3 separate regions of the Mus musculus genome follow, and all the other regions are linked to region 3. The links are chromatin contacts, called in public HiChIP or PLAC-seq maps. All regions are on one chromosome and are shown on one strand. Each heading gives the region's core, a stretch centred on a gene start, on an enhancer-like site or on the middle of the called end of the contact. The rest is flanking DNA. Distances are from core to core; before and after follow the strand shown. Region 1 overlaps Hsf2bp (heat shock transcription factor 2 binding protein). Region 2 overlaps Hsf2bp (heat shock transcription factor 2 binding protein). Region 3 has its middle 17 kb from the start of Gm41563.

Region 1 (2,835 bases), core at 178-2,677, 170 kb before region 3:
GCCTTTGTGAGGTATTTGCTTGCTTATGAAGGACGAATCTAGGCTAAACATTCTCGGAGGCCCTAGCTGTGCTAGTCCAGAGTTTGCCTTGATTCTGTGTCACAGACTCAATGGAATGATTTCTAAGGTATCTTTTCCATGTATGTGTGTGTTGTGTGCGCACGCATGCGTGCAAGACAAAGTTTCTTTTTGTAATAGCCTTGGCTGTCCTGGAACTCACTTTGTAGACTAGGCTTGCCTTAAACTCACAGAAATCTGCCTGCCTCTGCCTTCTGAGTACTGGGATTAAAGGCATTCAACACCATACACCAGCTCTCTAAGGTATCTTAAAGTAGCACTTTGCTCTGGGCTGTTTGACTTTTCAGGATTTCTTGTCCTTAAAGACAGTTCTTGGTTCTTTGAACTTAACAAGCACAGCCCAAACCTTGAGGTCTGTTGCCAGCTTATCTCACTCGATAACTTTAAAGTTATTCCTTCTACAGTCAAACAGAACATGCTAGACTCGACGCTAGACGCTTAACCACTGAGTTATGTACGCGCTGTTTTATGTCGCTCTGATTTTAGTGTTTTAGAATTTAATGTGTTTTAAGGTTTGGTGGTGGTAGTGGTCCTGCTGCTGCTGCTGCACCTAGGGTTCCAGGCATGCTCTGCAAGTCTGCTCCTGAGCCGCTTCCCTAGCCCTGCCCTGAAGTTTAGAAAGCTGAGAATATGTTTTATCATGAAGTGGGGGAACAGGAGCGTGTTGGCTGCCTGGGAAACTGATGCTTGTGCTCAGGACCCGACCTTCTGACCTCAGGCCAGGAAAGAATTTGAAGACTGGCTGCCTGTGCTCTTCTGTCAGTAGGGGATCTGCTTTGTGAGATGTATTCAGTTTTGCTCAGAAATCTCTAGTACTGTTAGAAAGCTCTGAAGCCAGGAGCTTGCTGCCTCTCAGAAATCAGTTTCTGCTTTATCACATAACCCCTGTCATGGAGCTTGATGTCTTTAAAGAGCACAGCCTTAGGCTTACTACATGGAGGTGGCAATCGAAGCTTTCTTACTGGTAAAACGATCTAATGTGTTGAATTCACTTCTCGGATCTGTACAGTGGGAGTCCACCTCAGGCTCTTAGACCTAATACAGTAGGTGTCAGCTCTAGTCTTTATTTCTGATCTAAGGATCTTGTACTTCAAGGGAAGCTTGTTTCCCTTTTTCTTTGCTTGACCTAAGCAGTTGCTTCTGAGTTTTCAAACCCTGTGCTTCCGAGACCAGAACCAGTGGTTGCTGTGCCTATCTCTGGTAAGCTCATCTCATTCCTTCTAAACTTTGCTAGACTTCATTTTCTTTCATTTGTTCATCTACATGGCTGCCTTTTTCCCAGGCTGGGTCCAGATTCTTCACATTCCTCTTCAGCCGCAGAACTGGCACAGAACTCTAGCAAATAGCTGATGAGGACAATGTGTATTGGGGTGGTGACCACATGTTATGCAACCGCTAATGCAGACTAGTGTTAGAATCCCACTGTGGCCGTGGTGCTGCATTCCCTGGATAGACTACGGATGTGCGCGTGGCATTCACACCCATCTTACAACTACTTGGCTTCTCGAGTGATCTGAAGAATGCAAGCTTTACTACCTGTGTCTTCAGCTCAGACTTCCTCCAGAGCTCTAGACTCAGAGCCAGCTCTGTTTGATGAATCCACAGGCACACTGAATAGACGTTCCCATCCAATGTTTACACCAGACTCCCAGTCTTTTCCACACCAGCCCTAACCACAGTCTGCCTAGTCTCAGTGAATCAAAACTTTCCTTCCCAACTTATCAGCCTGTTTAGGCCCCCTCCCCCAGCAACTCTTGATTTCTTTTTATCGGTCACACCAAGATCTAGTCTGTTTGGAGGACTGCTGACTGAGCTTTCAAACATACCTAGCATAGCAGCCGCCCTGTCCTCCCTGTTCTGAGCCACCGTCATCTCATCCCTGCAGGTCCTGTGGCCAGCTTTCAGGACTTGAGTTGGGAGCCAGGAGTAGGAGGGAACAGAGCACTGGCCAGCTTTCTTCCTTGAACCAAGAGCTGAGAGAGAAAAATTTTGTTAAAAATGCTTCTTTGAACTAAAATTGTACTTAAAGAATAAAGCTCAAACAGGACAGAGACTAGCTGAGAGCTGCTTGTTTTGCAGTCTGGTTTTGCTTTCAGCTCGTGATCTGCCTCAGTTTACTGTGTGCTGGGGTTAGAGCTGTGTCAGTTTAACGGAACTTCTTTATCACGCCTGACCTTCAGAATCTGCCGCCCAACGCTTAGAGGACAGGGGATACAGCCTAAGTTTGAATGTCAGTACTAACCTAATAAAGAACTCCTGAAAGTACTTAGTGGAGATGTCCCCTACCTCTGATCATCAGGAAAATGTATTTCTGTGACCTGTGAGTGGAATGAGGAAAAGTCTCCTTGAAAAATGAATAGCCAAGCTGACTCTCCCTGGCTGAGCCCGGTGCTGTTACTCTGTATGTCACCTTGACTGTGCCACTATGTCCACACAGTTGTTAGACATTCTCACACACTTGGGAGGATGTTTGGAGATGACATTAACTTTGCGGTTAGTAGACGGACTGGTGCAGTGAGCTCTGCCCAGTCAGATGGAGGCCTGAGCAGGTCACAAAGACTGGCTGCTTGCGCTGCATTATGGCCCTTTCCTGCCTCACTAGAAATGCTTGTGCTAGGCTGCGAGTCTGACGGCTTCTGACCCGGAGCGGTGTGTTGTTTCTCCTGGGTCTCCATTTGCTGACTGTGATTTGGTGCTGAGCAGTCTTCATTACCGTTCTTTAGAGTTAATTTTGCTAACTTTCGCTGTTCGTTTGCT
Region 2 (2,857 bases), core at 156-2,655, 160 kb before region 3:
TACCAGTTCCCTTGGGGTTTTAATGTCATCTTTCTCTTGCTAGCTCACATTGCTTCATTCCATTTTCCTGTCTTTTCCTCCACTCATCTTTCATTTCTTTGTTTTTCTGTGCTTGTGTGCATAGGAACACATTGCCACCATGCTGATGTGAACTAGCACAGGCAGCTTTTTTATGTGGGTTCTGGGGTCACACCTGAATGGCTGGGCCTGCCTGGCTAACACTCTACTCACTGAGGCGTTCTTCTGGCCCTCACAGATTTTCTTCACCTCGCCCTTTAATTCTCTCTCTAGTAACCACTTTGTCTCAGTTATTGTATTTTCAGTTCTAGCTTGCTTTGTTACTAAGTATACTTTCTCTTTATTTGCTAGGATCATTTTTAAGACTTTACACCTTTGTTCATTGAGGAACTCTCATGGTGGCTGCTTTAAAACCATTGTATTAACCTGTCACTACACTGAAATACCCAAGGCAGGTTAATTTGTAAATTTTGAAAATGCTTATTTTGGTTCATGGGTTTGAGGGTCAATGCCTTAACAGCTCTGTTAATGTTCTGGTAAGGAACACCTGTGCTGCATCCTGTTGTAATAGACAACTCAGGTCTATGTGTGTCTTTATCTACTTTTACGAAGCTACCAGGGTTCAGTCACTAATGATTGAATTAATTCCCAAAGGCCTTACCACTAAAAGCAATTAGTATATTATTTACACTTTAACACTACTAACAACTCACGAATGGCATTTAGATTCCCACATGAGTTCTGGGAGGGAGCAAGGCCTCTAAAGGCAGGGGTCCTATAGACCCTTTTAAGACAGTCAGTCCTAGCATGTCCCCTCTGTGTGAGACAGTCCTAGCATGTCCCCTTTGTTTGGTGATCCTTCATCATATTGCCTCACCTGTCTCTAAGTGCCAGGTTTCTGTGACTGGGACTGAGTTCTGTATTACTCTTCTATATACATGGTCTATGATAGTTTCCCTCCCTTCAACTATTGTCACAGTGACTGAGCTCTTATGGAGTCATCATGAGGTTATCCCTATTGGCTGTACCCTTGGCTGTATTTATCTCATGACTCCAGTCTTATCCTTTCCAGGGGTCCACAAAGCTCTTTCTAGCATGCCCAGTGTCAGCGAGGGTGCAGTGGAACCACCAGTAGGCTGACCACTCTACCTAGACCACTCCACAAGTAGAAGGAAAGGTTTAGTGGGGAATCTAACTTCCAGGCTGTCTCAAAGTAGGGGGTAGAACAGCCAAAACGCTGGGAGAAGTCTTGTTAGTTTTAAGGAGACAGCTAGCAGTGAGGGAGGGAAGCATGTAAGCCAGAACAGCCTGCAAGTTAGAGCAAGGGGAGGTCTGATGTGGGCCAGAATAGCCTGGAAAGTACCAAGGGACTTTAATCTGTTACAGGTTTGTCTGACTGAGTTAATCAGGAACTAGATGCTCCTGCCAGAGGCAGTTGGCTGTAAGGGGTGGGTAAGGGAAGTGATGGCTTTTCCCAACAAACAGAAAGCAACTTTACAAGGGTTCTGAGGAATGTGGAGTTTAGGCTTTTGTTTGCCCACAGCGATCCTTCTGTTGACCTGGTCAGAGTCCAGCCTGAGCTGAGGCAGACTGTGTCATTGAGGACATTGTCAGCAGCACTGCTATTTGGGGGCCTGTGCTGGGTCCAACACCTAGTTATTTTGTTCCTCCTGCAGTTTCTTTATATTTGTATTGTAGTTGCCTTATTCACATAAAAGGGGCCTTTTACTTACAGGGTAAATGAGCCTTACTCTGAGTATTGCTCATACAGTGAATTAATTTATATATGTATTCACTTTACATCCTGATCACAGCCCCCCTCCCTCTTCTCCTCCAAGGTGTACCCTCACAACACCCTCCCCCCATTACTCCCTTTCCTTCTCCTCAGAAGTACCATGGGTACCAGCCTGCCCTGGCACATCAAGTCACAGCAGGACTAAGTGCATTCTCTCCTACTGAGATCAGACAAGGCAGCCCAGCTAGGGGATAGGGATCCAAAGGAAGGCAACAGAGTCAGAGAAAGGCCCCTCCCACCCCACTCCCCACCCCCACTCCAGTTGTTAGGAGACTCACATGAAGACCAAACTGCACATCTACTACAAATGTGGGGAGGGGGGAGGCTAGGTTGAACCCCTGCATGCTCCTTGAAAGGTTGGTGGTTCAGTCTGTGAACCCCCAAGGGTCCAGGTTTGTTGACTCTGTAGGTCTTCCTGTGGTGTCTTTGACCCCTCTGGCTCTTTCCATCCTTCTACCTTACCCCTCACTCTTTCACAAGACTCCCTGAGCTTGGCTGTGGGTCTCTGAATCTGTCTTTCCATCAGCTGCTGAATGAAACCTCTCAGAAGACATAGTAAAAATGGCCATCTTACCAAAAGCAATCTACAGAATCAATGCAATTCCCATAAGGTTTCCAACCCCGCTCTTTACAGAGCTTGAGAGAGCAATTATCAACTTCATATGGAAAAACGAAAAACCCAGGATAGCTAAAACAATCCTATTCAATAAAAGAACTTCTGGAGGTATCACTAACCTTGATTTCCAGCTGCACTATAGAACAATAGTAATAAAGACCTCATGGTATTGGGATAAAAACAGACAGGCTAATCAATGAATTAGAATTGAAGAGCCAGAAATAAGCTCAAATATCTATGGATACTTGAGTTTTGACAAACCAAAGCATACAATGGGGAAAAAAAAGCTTCTTCAACAAATGCTGGTGGTCTATCTAGATACCTGCATGTAGAAGAATGCAAATAGATTCATATTTATCAACTTGCACAAAACTCAAGTCCAAATGGGTCAAAGACCTCAACATAAAACTGGATATACTAAATTTAAT
Region 3 (3,023 bases), core at 4-2,503:
TCCCTGCTCACCAAGAGACCAGCCCCAGGTTCTCCAGCACCTCAGCTGGGCCAGCTTTCTCTAGCTCAAGCAGGTCAGCCCTGCTGTCTTACCCTAAGGGAGAAAACCCGGAACTCAGGACCTCAGGAAAGATTCTGTTGCCAGGCTGGCAGGGGTAGGCTCTGCCATCCATGCGCGGTACAGTGGTTGCTTTGGGCTGGAGGCCTCCGTAAGGGTGTCACTTCCTCTCCTCAGCATCACCATTGTAGAGCATCCCCATGAGCAGGTGCGAGCACTGTCTGGCACATCTCTGTCACGAGGTCCTTTTTTTGTTTTGTTTTGTTTTGTTTTGTTTTGTTTTGTTTTGTTTTGTTTTGTTCAGTCCTGAAGACTAGTTTCATCCACTGTACTCATTGGTACAACTTGCTCTTGTGGTCACATAGACGACTCTCTAGGATCCCAGTCTTGTCCCCTCTCATGTCCCGTCTCAGTCGACCTTTATCATCAAGAACAAGGATGGCCAGCACGTTCTAGATGGGGTTGGGTGTTGGGGTGACAGTTCCCAGGCGAGGGGAAACTGAATCTCTCTTGGAAAGAGATCTGGGGAAGACAGGTGATGGGACCGTGTTGGATTTTGTCTCCACTTCTGTGGAATGGAAAGGGCTGAACAGGTCTGGTGGCATCCTAAGACCCAGGGAGACAGCTTCTTTTACTACTTGGAATTGGCCAGTTTTGTTTATAAGTACAGCAGTGATGTGGAAGAGGTGGTCAGCAAGCTCCTTCCTCAAGACCCCCCAGTCAGGGCGGGATAGAGATGCTGATGTCACTCGCAGCCCAGCTGGGCCTCCTGCAGAGCTGTCTGTGACATCTGTTCCCAGCCATAAAGATCCCAGGGGACTCTGTACATGGGCAGGTCTGGGGGCCTGGGCAGGAAGTAGGTGTCATATACAGTATGAGGAAGAAGGGCAGCATGGGCTCTCTGCCTGGGAGACCCCCGGGCCCTGCAAGGCAAGGCTGACTTCAACTTCCAGACACTTCATTTCTTGGTCTTCCCTGAGGGTCCTCGTGTTTCAGGAGAGGCCAAAGACAAGCATGCACCTTTTGCCTGCGGATCTAGTCCGAGTAACCTACGTGAACAAAGGAGATGGGCCATGGCCCTGCTGATGAAAGATTTTTTTCTTCTTCTTTTCTGTAACTCTAAGCACCTAAGGAATGCTGTGGTCACAAGAGGGCCCGTTCTTTTGTTAGGATAAGACCACAAGGAAATGACCTTGCTGGGGACCTTGGGAGTGGCCTCTGCTGGGAATGGAAAGGCTAGGAGTTGACTCCTGGCTCCAGTGAGTGACAGGGAAGGCCCCGGGGCACTAGGCATAGCTGGGCAAGTCGCTCCCTTTTGATGGCTCCTGAGGGTCAGGACTTGAAGGCACTAAGTAGATCCATGTGTTTGTAGGGTAGGAAGTAGCAAGTTACACCCCCCTCCCCCACCCCAGGCTGAAACTCTGCCCACCTCGGGGATTTCTGTTTCCCAGACCTTCAGTGTCCTTGTGTGCTACCAACACCCAGGAAGGCTTTCTTTCTTTCTTTCTTTCTTTCTTTCTTTCTTTCTTTCTTTCTTTCTTTCTTTCTTTCTTTCTCTCTCTCTCTCTCTCTCTCTCTCTCTCTCTCTCTCTCTCTCTCTCTCTCTCTCTCTCTTTCTTTCTTTCTTTTTCTTTTTTTTTAAAGATTTATTTTTTTGCCAGGCAGTGGTGACACATGCCTTTAATCCCAGCACTTGGGAGGCAGAGGCAGGCATATTTCTGAATTCAAGGCCAATCTTGTCTACAGACTGAGTTCCAGGACAGCCAGGGCCACACAGAGAAATCCTGTGTCCAAAAATAAAAAAATAAAATAAATAAAAAGATTTATTTGTTTTATGTATATGAGTACATCATAGCTGTCTTCAGACACACCAGAAAAGGACATCTGATTCCATTACAGATGGTTGTGAGCCACCATGTGGTTGCTGGGAATTGAACTCAGGACCTCTGGAAGAGCAGTCTGTGCTCTTAACCTCGGAGCCATCTCTCCAGCCCCAGGAAAGTTTTCTAATGCTCTAGTCTTTCCTCGCTGGTCTGTGCCACCTTCCAGACCCCAGGATATCACAAAAATACCAAGACACATTTTCAACTTTGTACCTCCAAGATGCAATATAAACTCTCCTGTGTGCACATCTCTGGTGGCTGGACACCCTACTCGCCTCTACCTATGAGGACACTAGGCAGATTGGGTCAGACTCACTTGAATGACTCCAGGCAACCTGAGTTACCCTGAAAAGCCCTGTCTCCAAAGACATATTTTGAGGCATTGGGAATTATGAAGGAAATACAAATTTTGAGAGAGACATGATTCACCCCACAACGACCTGGGGTCAATTCTTGAAATAAATCACCTTCACAAGGACACCCCACATCCCAGGCTCTGCTTCCAGGGGAAGATAGACTGGGAGTGAAGCCCTAGCTTCCTAGTAAAGGAGGGATGAGGGGATGAGGCCCCCTCCACCCCTTGGTATAGGATGTACCTAACCCGAGATCACCTCCTGGCATTCACCGGGTAGCTGCTGGTATGTGGGGGGGGGGGGGGGGGTGGTACAAGTTTTAAGTCAGGAAAAAATGGAGAGGGGACCTAGGGTGGGATTCTATTCACACTTCCCAGTATTTGAAAACAGTGGTGCTGCTCAGAAACTGCTTCCATGTGTGTCTTTTGTTGATGGAAATGTGACAATTTCCAAATTCAACTAGCAATCGAAATCAGGGACCAAGCCTGTGGGTCAGCTGGTGGAGGGATTGGCCTAGATGGGTGTTGTTCTGAGTTCAGTCTCCATGATTCCACAAACCCAGAGGTGGTGGTCTGTCCCTAATCCTAGCCAGCACCCTGGAGGCAGAGGCAGGAGGTTCCAAAGTTCAAGGTCATCCTTGGCTACACAGTGAATTCATGGCTGGCCAGTGTTCTGTAATACCCAGTCTCAGAGGACGAAAGGAAAGGCGGGAGGGAGGGAGGGAAGAAGG

Evidence for each region. HiChIP or PLAC-seq counts read pairs in DNA pulled down with a chosen protein or histone mark.
Region 1: an HNF4G HiChIP or PLAC-seq map of pancreatic cancer cells shows a contact between it and region 3. The contact joins two enhancer-like sites. A contact is called at or near these places in 3 of 484 Hi-C or Micro-C datasets (the HL-1 cell line, myocytes and nephron progenitors) and 3 of 115 datasets of contacts at active chromatin or transcription factors (embryonic fibroblasts, embryonic stem cells and pancreatic cancer cells).
Region 2: a contact with region 3 is called in a FOXA1 HiChIP or PLAC-seq map of pancreatic cancer cells. The contact joins two enhancer-like sites. A contact is called at or near these places in 2 of 484 Hi-C or Micro-C datasets (liver and nephron progenitors) and 2 of 115 datasets of contacts at active chromatin or transcription factors (embryonic stem cells and pancreatic cancer cells).

Annotation. Positions count from the first base shown.
Region 1 is chr17:31,981,638-31,984,472 of GRCm38.p6, reverse strand. The region is part of intron 7 of Hsf2bp (heat shock transcription factor 2 binding protein); the gene reads left to right. Among named protein-coding and RNA genes, the nearest start is that of Hsf2bp, 51 kb to the left of the region's middle. Within about 2 kb of position 1,427, at least 94 of the 459 cell types and tissues checked have an H3K27ac peak or open chromatin away from gene starts, as enhancers often do. A contact at or near this core is called in the HL-1 cell line, embryonic fibroblasts and pancreatic cancer cells, where this site is marked.
Region 2 is chr17:31,964,414-31,967,270 of GRCm38.p6, reverse strand. The region is part of intron 7 of Hsf2bp (heat shock transcription factor 2 binding protein); the gene reads left to right. Among named protein-coding and RNA genes, the nearest start is that of Gm30571, 53 kb to the right of the region's middle. Within about 2 kb of position 1,405, at least 93 of the 459 cell types and tissues checked have an H3K27ac peak or open chromatin away from gene starts, as enhancers often do. A contact at or near this core is called in pancreatic cancer cells, where this site is marked.
Region 3 is chr17:31,806,546-31,809,568 of GRCm38.p6, reverse strand. No RefSeq gene overlaps it. Among named protein-coding and RNA genes, the nearest start is that of Gm41563, 17 kb to the left of the region's middle. Within about 2 kb of position 1,253, at least 79 of the 459 cell types and tissues checked have an H3K27ac peak or open chromatin away from gene starts, as enhancers often do. A contact at or near this core is called in the HL-1 cell line, embryonic fibroblasts and pancreatic cancer cells, where this site is marked.